Linked DNA regions of Mus musculus: region 2 is linked to region 1. The links are chromatin contacts, called in public HiChIP or PLAC-seq maps. All regions are on one chromosome and are shown on one strand. The core of a region is the stretch at or near the end of the contact, and the rest is flanking DNA. Distances in the headings are between cores, read along the strand shown. Region 1 has its middle 59 kb from the start of Gm13869. Region 2 overlaps A930006I01Rik (RIKEN cDNA A930006I01 gene).

Region 1 (7,007 bases), core at 4,350-6,849:
AGACCAACGAACTTGTGTGGTGTGATACTCTCCCTACCCCTCCACGTTCCTCTGTGCTCTTGTTTTCACTAGCTGTGCTCCATCCATGCTGACTTTATTTTTGCTGCTGTTTAAACATTGCAGGTTTGCAGTTTCTTCTGCCTGGAACACTTTCTGGCAGATCTGGCATTCTCTATTCCAACACTGCCACTTCATCACTGTCATGAGCCATTGTGGATAAGGTAGCTGTCCCACGGCCCAGTCACTCTCCATCAGGTTTATCAACCTGGGTAACTGCATGGAAATTGCATTCTTGTTTCCTTTCAAACCACACTATAAGGCATGTGATAACAAAAGTCGGAATTGTTCATGTATAGCATTATGTGTTTAGCACGGAAACCATTCCCTCGTGAATTTAGTAGTTTGTTGGATGAATTAGTACTCACTTTCATTCAGGTGGAAGTCTCATTACTGATTTGCTCCAGAAGGGAGTACTAAAGAAAAACACACATCAAGCATCCTAGAGTATAGGTGGGTGCCATAGTGCAGCAGATGAAGACACTTCCAGTCAAGTCTGGTGACCTAAGTCCCGTCTCCAGAGCCTCCATGATGGAAGGAGAGAATTGACTCCTGAATATGTCCACTGAACTCCACACATATACCATAGTGTGTTCACCAGTGCACATGTGCACATGCATGCATGCACACAGACACACGTAATTTTCAAATTTTGGAAATTAAAACAGTTCAGAGTATGTTCTTATAAAGGAGGACAATTGGATAGGCCAGACAATCCCCTAATTGGCCAGCATCAGAGCCACTAGAAATGTCCTGGGAACCAGCATATCTACTGGATCAGAATACCCTGGGATGGGCCAGGAAGCTTCTGGCTATTGGCAGAATATAGACTTGTGTGGAAAAACCACTAGGAGCCAGGATCCCCATGTCTTTACCTTTGCCCTTGTATCTGCACTGCAAGTAATTGATCCTTACCATAGAAAAATACTTTGTATATGATGATATTTATCTCCTCTTGTTTATGAGAGTGGAAATTTTAAAATAGCCTAACTGTCCAAAAGTAGGAGAAATGATTAAAGAGACCATAATATGGTCACTTAATAGACATTGGAGCTAAGGCTGCTATCAGTGTGGTTCTATGTGGAAAAGTACTCACGTTTTCATTCTAGAGTATAAAATTGTTTGACTAGTGTAACAGTGCTTAAATGCACAGCCTATAGGTAAGGCTCACCCTGGCCACATTTGTCATCTTGGCCAAGTCACTACCTCTCTTTGGGCTTCAATTTTCTTACCTTTAAAGTGAGGCTGGCTATATCTGGATTACGAGGTTACTGTAAGGTTTAAGTGAATTCACATAGCTCAACGTTAGACATCATTATTCTGTGCTTCTACTTTAGAGGGAGGACTACAGGGCTGACATGAGAATACCGAGAGTGGCAGCTGTAAGTTTGTAGAGCTCTTTTCTCCAGTCTTCATGGGAAATGGTCCCGTTGCTGCTATGATTTACTAAACAGTGATGGCCAGGTCCTTCGGACTCGGATGGAGTGTAAGCAGAAGGAAGTTAAACACTGCAGGGGACATTTACAAACATAGCATTCCATATTAAAATAGAAGATATGAGGTTTGTATAAAGTATACCTCTATTAGCACAGCTCCTACTCACCCATGCATATATCCAGCCACTATGGGGGAATATCTACATTTATCATCGGATATGACTATAATGCTATCGCATTAGAAAGTCTGACTGTAGAGCACAGGCTTCCTGCTGGGAACCACATTGCCTTCCCACAAAGCTCTTATATTTCCCCTTCTTTCACATCATAATTCAGCCCAGTGTGCTGACTTTTAGCGCCTGTGAATTAACTGAATAAATACTGACTGTCCACTTGCAGGGCCAGTTCTTCCTGGCTGCCCAGAGAATTTGCATAAACCCATATAGCCCAAACAGGTAGAGGTTTGGACTACAACTTGTCTCTGAGCCTGGTAAAATGTGGTGTTCTCAGAACCCCAGAGCATGTGAGGACGTGGAGAGTTGCTGGAACCATCTTCCATTCCCGTTCTGAGCTAACTAGAGAGGCTAGCTTGAGAACACAACTCATGAACTCCTGGGGTCTAGAGAGCTGTGGGGCTTTCTGCCACACTTTTCTGCCAACACCGTAGCATAATATAAAACATCTTAAATGCCATCTATTGGCTGTGCAGTTCCCCACAATTCACGTGCGAGTCATTAGGCCTTTTGGTTTGCTATTGTCACTCTCTTTTAAAAAGATTGTTTATTTGCTGTATATGAGTACAAGTTTGTCCATGTACCATATGTGTGCCTTGTGATCCTGGAGGTCAGAAAGGGGCATTGGATCCCCAGGAACTGTAGTTACAGACAGTTGTAAGCCACCATGTGGGTATTGGAAACTGAACCCAGAGCCTCTGGAAGAAAAGCAAGCACTCTTAACCACTGGGCTATTCCTTGAACCTCGTCTTTTCCCCTTCATCAGTCATATCAGTGATTAAAACAAATCAAGCTCTATTCTGCTCTCATGAAGCAGCTGTAGCAGTGAGAGGCCCCAGACCTGGACTCAATGAAAATGTGAGGTCTGTGGGGTAGAAAGTTATACAGGACCCAGAAAAAAAGTAGACGGGGTGAACAGATTAGTGTTTTAAGGTAAGAACGGGTGGTCACATTCACTGGAGTCTGGTATGCAGCAGCACACTAAGAAACTTGAGGTCCGAGCAAATGACTGACAGCCAAAGGGCTGTCTAGACAGAGAAAAGCTGGAGCAATATGCCTGGAATGTTAAGGAAGAGCAACTGAGTGGAATGAAGAAAGGCAGGACAGTAGAAGCAAGTGAATGAACTGAGAGAAAGCTTGTAAAGGACTTTTCTCCTCTCTCTCTCTCTCTCTCTCTCTCTCTCTCTCTCTCTCTCTCTCTCTCTCTCTCTCTCTCTCTCTCTCTCTGTGTGTGTGTGTGTGTATGCATGCCTGTCTGTCGGTCTGTGTGTGCGTGCATGTTGGTTTGTCTGTGTGTGTCTGTGTGAAAGCTTGTAAAGGACTTTCCACCCCACTCTGTCTCTCTCTCTCTCTCTCTCTGTGTGTGTGTGTGTGTGTGTGTGTGTGTGTGTGTGTGTGTGTATGCCTCTGTGTGTGTATGCATGCTTGTCTGTGTGTGTGAGTGTGTATGCCTATGTGTGTGTGTCTGTGTGTGTGTATGCCTGTGTGTGTCTGTGTGTGTCTGTGTGTGTGCATGCCTGTGTGTGTGTGTGTGTGTGTGTATGCCTGTGTGTGTCTGTGTGTGTGCATGCCTGTGTGTGTGCATGCCTGTGTGTGCGTGTATGCCTCTGTGTGTGTGTGTGTGTGTGTGTATGCCTCTGTGTGTGTGTGAGTGTATGTAAGGCAGAGATCAATGTTGGGTGTTTCCCTTGATCACTCTTCACTTAATTTACTGAGACAAGGTCTCTCACTAACCCCAGAGCTCTATTTTTCTAGTCTAGCGCATCAGCTTACCCGGGATCCCTACCCTCCCGCTCTCAGGTCACTGGGATACAGCCAGGCCACCATGCCCAGTTGCTCACTTAGCTTTAATGTAGGTATTGAGAAGCTGAACTCTCACCTTCATGCTTGCCTGTCAGGCATTTTATGCACTGAGCCATCTCCCCAGGCCCTAGTGTATGCTTTTGACTGGTTTATTAAAAAATATAGACACAGAAAACCACATGAAATAAATAGATACCTCAGCGAAATACTAAGTTACATGCACTCTTTGAATTCCTTCCAGATCAAGAATTAAAAATGTGAGGTTCTCCGGAATCCTGCTTGTACGCTCCATCTCCCCCTTTGTGCAGGCATTTTCTAGTAGTTGCTTTCTTGTTTTCTGAATGTTCTATTCCCAGATCTTATGTATCATTCCCACTCACCAAAGCCCTAACACCTCTTGTCACTCTTAACCCACAGGCCTCCTTCCATCTCTTTCTTTTCTTACAGTTGATCTCTTGAGAGTATCGATTTGACCAGGACTTTTATTCTCTGCTATATTTTTAAGCACTGCATACCTCTGAGAAGAAGAATAACATTACCACCTGTCAGGTTTGAAGGTATCCTGGCAAGTATGATATTGAGGTTGAATGAGGACATGGTAAATGCAAAGGGAGCCTGTAGGGATGCTGTAGAAGTTCATGGAGACTGTGGCTTAGACTAGGGAGTGAAGACCTGAGAAACAAGAGGTAGCTGCACTCAAGACACATCTTAAAAGTGCCTAAGCCAGGAGGATTTTCTCATGTACTGCACACTCAGTGTAAAAGAAAAGGAAAAGTCAAGAATGACTCCAAGCAGGTGTGGTGGCACAGGCCTATAATGCCAGCAGTTGGGAAACTGAGGCAGGAGAATAGCAAGTTCAAGGCCAGCCTGACCTATGTACATAGTGAATCTTATTTAAAACTAAAATAAATTTACTCTGATTTTAATTGCTTTAGGTTAAATGTATAAACCATGTAATTTATAAAAGTGCAAAGTTCAGTTTTAAGTCTGTTCAGAGTGCAGCCACCAGCACCATCTCAGAGGTTCTCATCTTGGAAATGCTTTCTGGCTACACCCACCCCACCTTCTTGCTTCCAGAACCTGGTGGTCACAATGTCCACTCTGCCACAAATTGGTCTGGTTTTGGTGTTTCACATAGTTGGAATCAGGCCACATGTTCTGTGTGGCTGTCTGCTCCCATGTAGCTGGATTTTAGGTTCGTTTAAGTGGCAGCATTTATCGGTACTGCATTCCTTTTTATTGTCGAGTTATGTTCTGTTTCCCAGGTCTACCATATCATGTTTACTCATTCAACAGCAACAGATACTGGGCTGTTTCCACTGTGGAGTGTGAATGGATGACTCTGATGTGAACATGTGTATGTAACCTTTCATACATTGTTTTCAATTCTCTTGAGTCATACCTAAGACTGTATTGTGGTATCCTAGGCAACAATTATCACTATCTGTGACTGTGATCATAGCAATACTAGTGGTTATGGATGACATCTCATATTGTTTTTATTACAATTTATTCAATGATTAATGATTTTGAACATTTTTCACCTGCTTAATGCTCATTTAATACTATTCAAAACTGTTCCCCTTTGTCCATCTTGTTTTTGAGACAGTGTCTTGCTATGTTGCCTGGACATTTTTTCCATGATAATTTCATGATATGTTATTGTATCTCTGTCCAATTTTATCTCAATAGGTCATGGGACTTTCACTTCTATTAGTAATGAGCAGGTAGCTAGTGTGCGGCTATGATATGTAAACCAGAATGCACAGTGGTAGCAATAGGAAATAAAATACAATTTTTGATTCTAAAATATATGTGATCTATTTAAGAAGAAGAAATAACTCCTAATTTAAAAAATAAACAGACTAAATTTTAGCATTGCAATAGGTCATATTGTTTTATAGATTGGAGACAATAATCAAAGATTTACATGGAAACAGAAACTAGGAATTTAATTAGCTGTGAAGAATAGGTGTGACTTACATGAGTCCTTTAGGCACACAGCATACTACATGTGCTCCTGGTGAGAAGGAACCAGGTATGTTTCAATAGGGGAGACACTGATCTTAAGTGTGAAATCCCCTATTGAGAAATAATGGGAAGTGAGAATTAGTGTGGGATCAACATAGAGGATGTCAGAGCTCAAATGTCACATGAGATGCATTTTCCGCTCTCATAGTACAAAAGGGTGACTACTTTTCCAACTGTCTGGAGATGTCAGTATTGTCATCTCTTCTCTATCTATCTATCTATCTATCTATCTATCTATCTATCTATCTACCTACCTATACCTATCTATAATGATTAGGTGGATAGGTAGATATTAATATATGTCCCTTGTCAGCACTTTGGCTAACACTGTCTCCTGGTTGGTGTAATTCTGATAGATCTGCCTTTATATGTTATTTAATCTTCTCCCCTTACTGCATTTAATAGTCTTTCTTTAGTGCATTTGGTTTTGATTATTATGTGATGGGAGGAAATTCTTTTCTGGTCCAGTTTATTTGGAGTTCTATGGGCTTCTTATATGTTCATGGGCCTTTCTCTCTCTCTCTCTCTCTCTCTCTCTCTCTCTCTCTCTCTCTCTCTCTCTCTCTCTCTTTAATATATTTTTATTAGATATTTTCTTTATTTACATTTCAAATGTTTCCTCTTCCTGGTTTCCCCTCTGAGAATCCTATATCCTCTCCCCCTTCTCCCCAACCTACCCACTCCCTCTTCCTGGCCCTGGCATTCCCCTATACTGGGCCATAGAACCTTCACAAGACCAAGGGCTTGTGATGACTCCCATTGATGACTGACTAGGCCATCCTCTGTTACATATGCAGTTAGAGCCACAAGTCCCACCATGTGATTTCTTTGATTGGTGGTTTAGTCCCAGGGAGCTCTGGGGGTACTGGTTAGTTCATATTGTTGTTCCTCCTATAGGGCTGCAAACCCCTTCAGCTCCTTGGGTACTTTCTCTAGCTCCTTCCTCTTTCTTTAGGTTAGGAAAGTTTTATTCTATAATTTTGTTGAAGATATTTACTAGCCCTTTAAGTTGGGAATCTTTGCTCTCTTCTATACCTATTATCATTAGGTTTGGTCTCCTCATTGTGTCCTGGATTTCCTGGATATTTTGGGTTAGGAGCTTTTTGCACTTTGCATTTTCTCTGACTGTTGTGTCAATGGTTTCTATGGTTTCTTCTGCTCCCCCCACCCCACCCCGAGATTCTTTCTTCTATCTCTTGTATTCTGTTGGTGATGCTTGTTTCTATGACTCCTGATCTCTTTCCTAGATTTTCTAACTCTAGGTTTGTCTTCCTTCATGATATCTTTATTGTTTCTATTTTCATTTTTAGATCTTGGATGGTTTTGTTCATTTCCTTCACCTATTTGGTTGTGTTTCCCTGTAACTCTTTAAGGGATTTTTGTGTTTCCTCCTTAAGGGCTTCTACCTATGTTCTCCTGGATTTCTTTAAGAGAGTTATTTATGTCC
Region 2 (6,170 bases), core at 447-2,946, 190 kb after region 1:
CTGCACTTGTCATTTTGAATTTTGACCTTTCTTGGGTTAGCAGTATGCAGCAAAACACTGAAGACTCTAGGCAGCAGCCATGAGGCTGATCCCAGTCACCCCAGGATGGCCAGGGGGCAGCTGACAACCCCCAGGATACTATGCCCCTGAGCCACAGTGCTCAGTGATTCCATGTATCAAACACATTTTAGACTTGTGTTACTTCCCACTTCGAAGGGGTTTGTCAGGGGAGAGCCCACTGTGAGTCTAGGAGCCTAAGGAGTCAGCTCAATACATGCGGAGAAAAATAACACTTGCTAAAATTCAACATATGGCTTACTATGCAAAGCTATTGGACATTAGGAAAAATAAGGTACATTAATAATCTGCTATTCAGTAGCCACAGTAAAATCCTGAACAATGAGTTCAAAGGAGGAACTTTGAAAATGTTCCCTCTGCATCTTCAAGTAGAAGAAGGAGGCTGGTTCTCGCCGGTCTCTATTCAGCAGCATCTACAGGGTGAGACAAGAACAAGAGATAAAGACAGGCAGGCTGGGGAGCCGACTCAGGGTGAAGGAGTGCCTGCTGTATAAACATAAGGGCCTGAGCTTGAATCCCTGTGTTAAAAAAAAAACAAAAAACAAAAAAACGGATTAATCCTTAACACTCAGACATGGCTGTGGCACCTGTGACTCCACCAATGTGAGAAGTGGAGACAGAAAGATTGCCAAGCTAGCCAGCAGCCAGCCTAGATCAGGCTCCTTGAGAGACGGTGTCTCAATGAACTAAGGCGTAATAGACAGGGTACCCAAAGTCTTCCTCTGGTCTCCACACATGCATGGGTGTTCACACCTGCACACATGTGTGTACGCACCACACCCACACCTCCACATACACATACACAATAAAAGAAAGAAAAAATAGAGACATAAGAATTGTTTTGTGGATTATATTCTTTTTCCTCAATAATTTAAAAAAATGTTTTAAGCATAGTTACCTCACTTCCCTCCTCCCGCTCCTCACTCCAGGTACTCCAGCTGTGTCCTGTCCCTCCAATCCCCTCTTTTTCTCCCTTGCTCCCTCTCATATTCATCACCTGTTTTACTTTGATGATGATGATAATTATTATTATGGCATACATATACATCATATACATATACTCATACATATATGTATAACATACATGTACATAAATACATAAATGTAATCTGCTGAGTCCATTTACTCATGCTTGTATGCATATGATTTCAGGGTTGACCATTTAGTATTGAACAACTATAATGGGGGCTTATCCCTGGGGAAGACTAACTCTCCCTCTCTTGGCAGTTGTTAGTTATCTGTAGTCTTTTGTTCAGGGGTGTGGCCCTATCAGAGTTCCCTCTTCCATGCTAGCATGCCTATTCACACTGTCATTGTTGGGGTCTTCTTTAGACAGCCATATTGTTGAGGTATCTTGGGTAAAGCCTTCCTGTTTGTTTGTTTGTTTGTTTGTTTGTTTGTTTTTTAAGAGACACAATCTCACAGCAGATTTCCTGGTCCTCTGGTTCTTACACTCTTTCTGTCCCATCTCCCATGATGTTGGTGAGATCCTTGAGCTTTGGGTGTGGGAGTTGTGTTAGTGATGTATCCATTGGGGCTGGCCACCATACCATCATTTGTTTGCTTTATTTTGACCACAGAAAACCACAGCTGGTTTTCTAAGCTAGCTTCTGCTGAAAAGGGAAGTTTCTTTGATGAGTAGTGAGAACCACATTTATCAGACAAGGAGGGCTCTTTAACAAGGCCTGGTCTTAGGCCACAGGTCTGGGGTTAGGCCTGTAGGTATCTCGATGTCAATTGGATGGAGAGGTCATACTCTTACCCTCATCAAAAATCCATGAAAAGCCATAGACAACTTTTATAATTCAAAAGTTTCCCAAGGGCAGGCAGGATGGCTCCACAGGTAAGGAGGTTTGCTGCGAAGTCTGATAAATGGAATTCGATCACCGAAACCTGCATGGTGTAAAGAAAAAAACAGTTCTTACAAGCTGTTCTCTGACCTCCAGACATGGATCTCTCTCTCTCTCTCTCTCTCTCTCAAACACACACACACACACACACACACAAAATAAGTGTAAAATAGTTTTCACAATGTTTCTGGGTGCAAAGTCAATAAAGAAAAATGAACATATGCTTATATACCAACCACAAACATTTATAAAGAAAAATTTTTTAATATTAAAAAAAGAAGGGAAGTTTTTAACAAGCTGCATGCAAGGCTCCTATCCAGAACACAGAACATTCTCAAGAGGAAGTGAAAAAGACCAGGGTCAAAAGATGAAGACGCATGCTATTGGTTTAAAACACTCCCTATTTTAAATGTTAATTCTCTTTCTCAGTGAAGCTATGTGTCAGATAAGATCTCAAAGACATGTGTGTCTCACAATATGTGTGTCTGAGTGTGGAGGCCACAGGTTTATGCTGGGTGTCTATCTTGATCACTTTCTGCCTTATTACATAATTCTTTATTTTTATACATGTAAGTATTTTTTAACGGACTCTCTCTCTCTCTCGTACAACACATTCTAACCAGTTCCCTCCCTCTCTCCCCCAGCTCCCCTCCTCCACTTTCCCCCCAAACCACTCCTCTGGGTCCCTTCAGAAAAGAGCAAGCTTCCCAGGGATATCAACCTAGCGCAGCATAGCAAGTTACAATAAGACTAGGCACAAACCTCAGATCAAGGCTGGATGAGGGAGGCAACCCCATAGGAGGAAATGGTCCCAGAGCAGGCAAGAGTCAGAAACACCCGGCTCCCACAGTTAGGAGTCCCACAAGAACACCAAGCTACACAACCATGACCAACATAGACCCAAGTAGGTGCTGTGGTTGTTTCAGTGTCTGTGAGCCCCGATGATCCCTGCCTAGTTAATTCTGTGAGCCATGTTCTTATGTTCTCATGGTCCCCTCCACTCCTTCTGGCTCCAACAATCCTCCCTCTTCCCCCTCCCATGGAGTTCCCCTGAGCTCCACCTAATGCTTGGTTGCGGGTCTCTGCATCTGTTCTGAATCTTTTTTCTTATTTCGTTTACTTCTTTTAATTTTTTTTTTTTGAGATTAGAGTATAATACTGTTTCAGCCTTCCATTTCTTCACTCCAAACCCCTCCTTGCTGTCTCTCAAATTCATGGCCCCTTCTTTCATTAATTGTTGTTACAAATATATGAATACAACCAACTCATTCTGCCTAATGTTGTTCATGTATATGTATTCTTGTGAGACATTCTCTCACTGAACCTGAAAAACTCACCAACTGGCTACACTCGGTGGCCAGCATGTCCCCAGAAAGTCTCTGTCTCTATCTCCCCAGTGATGAGAAGGCCATCAGGGCAAGATCTTTACATGGATGCTGAAGATCTGAATGCAGATCCTGGATGCTTGTATGGCAAGCATTTGACCAGCTGAGACAAATCTAGCTCCCACCTCCTAAAAAGACTTTGAAAGCTCGTAACCACTTTCTTACATTCATACAGAGTTACCAAGATTCAAGGCAAGCCGTGACCTTCTAGAAGGCAAAGCAGAGTTGGAGGGCCTGCTCTACCGGCTGCGGCATCTTGCTGTTAAACTGTAGTGATTAAGACTGTCATTTTCATTCAGGGATAAATAAATGGAGACAGTCGTCACTCGTGTTTTCCAATAGCATCCTCCCCTTCCAGGCACATGGCAGCCAGCACATCACTGCCCTTTGCAGGTGGGTGGAGCTCCCTGACTGGTTATGACATATGAACTGTAAGAGGAAGGGAATGATGGATGATGTTTGCACGATGAGTCAGTGAAGCCCATGGACCATTTCCAGTCTGTAGCCTGCATGGAGAGCTCTCCCTACAGTGCTGACTCCACCTTGGAAAGGCCATGTGCCATGATACATCTCCTGGGATCTGCCAAGGGGAAAATTAGTTTATCCGTGAATTGTTGAGGTTCATTGTTACCTCGCAGAAAAGCATAGCCTCTTCCTTTATAGACAGCATGCAGATACCTCGCAGAAAAGCATAGCCTCTTCCTTTATAGACAGCATGCAGACAGACTGCTGGATCACAGCAGCAACCAGTGGAGAGATCCGCCCATGTGTGGCCAACAGAGTTTTCGAGAAAAGGTCAAACTGAGAAATGCTGGAGAGAACATGGCTTGGTTGTCACTGAAAATTCATTTGAAAAGGAAATAGAACTTGTTCCTTCTTCTATCTGCCATACACAGAGATCAGCTTGGAGGTGGATTATTAACATACACATTTTATAAAAGGGTTTAGGCAAATTCTTCACAACTCTGGGAAAAGATTTCCTAGGGGAGAGTTAAAAATCATTATCCAAAAAGGAAAAGTAGTGGTGTACATAATATTACATTCCACAAGAGAAAACCATTTTGATAAAAGGAAATGACAAAGTGAAGGCCAACATTCTAATGGTAGTTACATGCAGATGACTGGGTTTCAGGCTGTAGTATCTTCCTAATTTTGCCTAGCCTATTTTTTTCCCAGTCTTCCACAATAACAGGTCCCTTCTGTAATACAAAAGAAGAAAATGAGTTGTCAGCTCTCATTTGTGTTTATATCAAGAACAGGCAGCCTGAAGTTAAATGTGGAGAATGAGAACATTGCAGACCCTTCTACCTGATTACTGTCCTCATGGTAGAACCTCAGCCTGTGTGGCAGGTGCGTGGAGGAGGACTGAGTAGTATGCAGGTGGATCCAGCAATTACTATGACTCTCTCTGGCTTTTTTTACATCCTGGTACTAGCATATCATCAAGAAAGCCATACTTGGTTTTTCAAACCTATTATAGAATCATGGTTTCTCTTCTTGGAAAGAGGTGTCCTTAGGGAGTTTCCTTCTTTTATTCTCTTCTATTTCTGGTCCCTTTAAATATATATATATATATTTATTTTTTTACTACTCTGTGTGTGTGTGTGTGTGTGTGTTCATCCATAGATAAGATAAGGGTATATGATGTGCCATGACACAATTGTAGAGATCAGAGGACATTTTTGTGGACACTTTTTTTACGTGGGTCCTGGGGATTGAACTCGGGTTGCCAGACTTGTATAACAAGACTTCCAGGGTGGGCCTGTATAGCAACCGTCCTCATCATCCCCATTACTGTTTATTAGGCACGGCAGCCAGACAGTGTGGCCAACCAGGTACGTTGTGTACTTCATCTGTTTAGTGCTCTCAGCAACGTTGGGGCAGATATTGAATTTTCCCTCTTTTAAATATGAGGAAATAGAGACTCAGTAGACACTAGATAGTTTGCCCAAGGGTCATAATGTAAAAGAGGGTGGCGTGGATCTGGGAATCCAGTCTGTCGGACTGGAAATCTCGGTACTACTTGTGTACCAGTAACTTCGGCACTGGCAGCCGGTGACTAGTCATCTGCATCTCACATGCTTCCACTTCAATGTCATAGCCTTTTGTGGTAAAACAGGAACCTGGATTTTTGAAGCCCATTTTTAATCTGGCCTCTGTGTTCCTCGTTTCTGTTTTTGTTTCTAGTGCCAAGGGACCCCAGACCTTCACACATGCTAAGCAAGAACCCTTCCACCATGTTACACGCCTAGCCCATGGCATCTATTTCTTCATTTGAGACACTGTCTCCCACAAGATGGAGATGGAGTAGTCAGTCCTTACTGCCACATGCTAAGTCCTTTTGTATCAAGGTGACACTCAGACCCCAGAACAGGGTGGCCCTTTATACACAGACTACCTCTTTGTGCTATTGTCCTTTTGTCCCCTGAGATACCCACTCCTCCTGTGCTTGCCCCCAAACAGATCCAGCAGTGTCTTGCCTGTTGGTGCTGGCCTCTGTCTACAAGCAACTCTTTCGTCCCACACGTTCACGTTCTGAGTAGCCTGTAGGTGTGACTTGGAAGCCACCAAGTCTCCAAGCCCTGAGCCTGCTCACCACCCCTGGGCCACCATGTCACAATCGGAAAATGATAAGATGCTGACTGGTGCTCTGGTCCGAAACTCTGACAAGTGCCTCTGTCAGAGCCTACACATGGGAGAAAGTGTCATAAGCAACTTCATGGCAGGAATGCTAAAAGATCTGCTCTGGAGTTAGGCAAAGCAGGGTGTGATGTTGGCTCTGTGCCTTCCAGCTGTGTAACCGTAGGCGAGTTATTTACCTTCTCTGATTTACCCTATTGGACCTGTAACACAGACA

The links. HiChIP or PLAC-seq counts read pairs in DNA pulled down with a chosen protein or histone mark.
Region 2: an H3K27ac HiChIP or PLAC-seq map of bone marrow-derived dendritic cells shows a contact between it and region 1, with 2.9 times the contacts expected there. The contact joins two enhancer-like sites. A contact is called at or near these places in 15 of 484 Hi-C or Micro-C datasets (the AML12 cell line, the C3H10T1/2 cell line, the G1E-ER4 cell line and 11 more), 6 of 115 datasets of contacts at active chromatin or transcription factors (bone marrow-derived dendritic cells, bone marrow-derived macrophages, kidney and 3 more) and 1 of 9 other capture datasets (embryonic stem cells).

Annotation. Positions count from the first base shown.
Region 1 is chr2:103,147,837-103,154,843 of GRCm38.p6, forward strand. No RefSeq gene overlaps it. Among named protein-coding and RNA genes, the nearest start is that of Gm13869, 59 kb to the right of the region's middle. Within about 2 kb of position 5,600, at least 17 of the 459 cell types and tissues checked have an H3K27ac peak or open chromatin away from gene starts, as enhancers often do. A contact at or near this core is called in bone marrow-derived dendritic cells and microglia, where this site is marked.
Region 2 is chr2:103,340,060-103,346,229 of GRCm38.p6, forward strand. It overlaps A930006I01Rik (RIKEN cDNA A930006I01 gene), which reads right to left. Exons shown (of 3, transcript NR_040332.1): 2 at 1,841-1,971; 3 at 1-491. Among named protein-coding and RNA genes, the nearest start is that of A930006I01Rik, 30 kb to the right of the region's middle. Within about 2 kb of position 1,697, at least 9 of the 459 cell types and tissues checked have an H3K27ac peak or open chromatin away from gene starts, as enhancers often do. A contact at or near this core is called in bone marrow-derived dendritic cells and microglia, where this site is marked.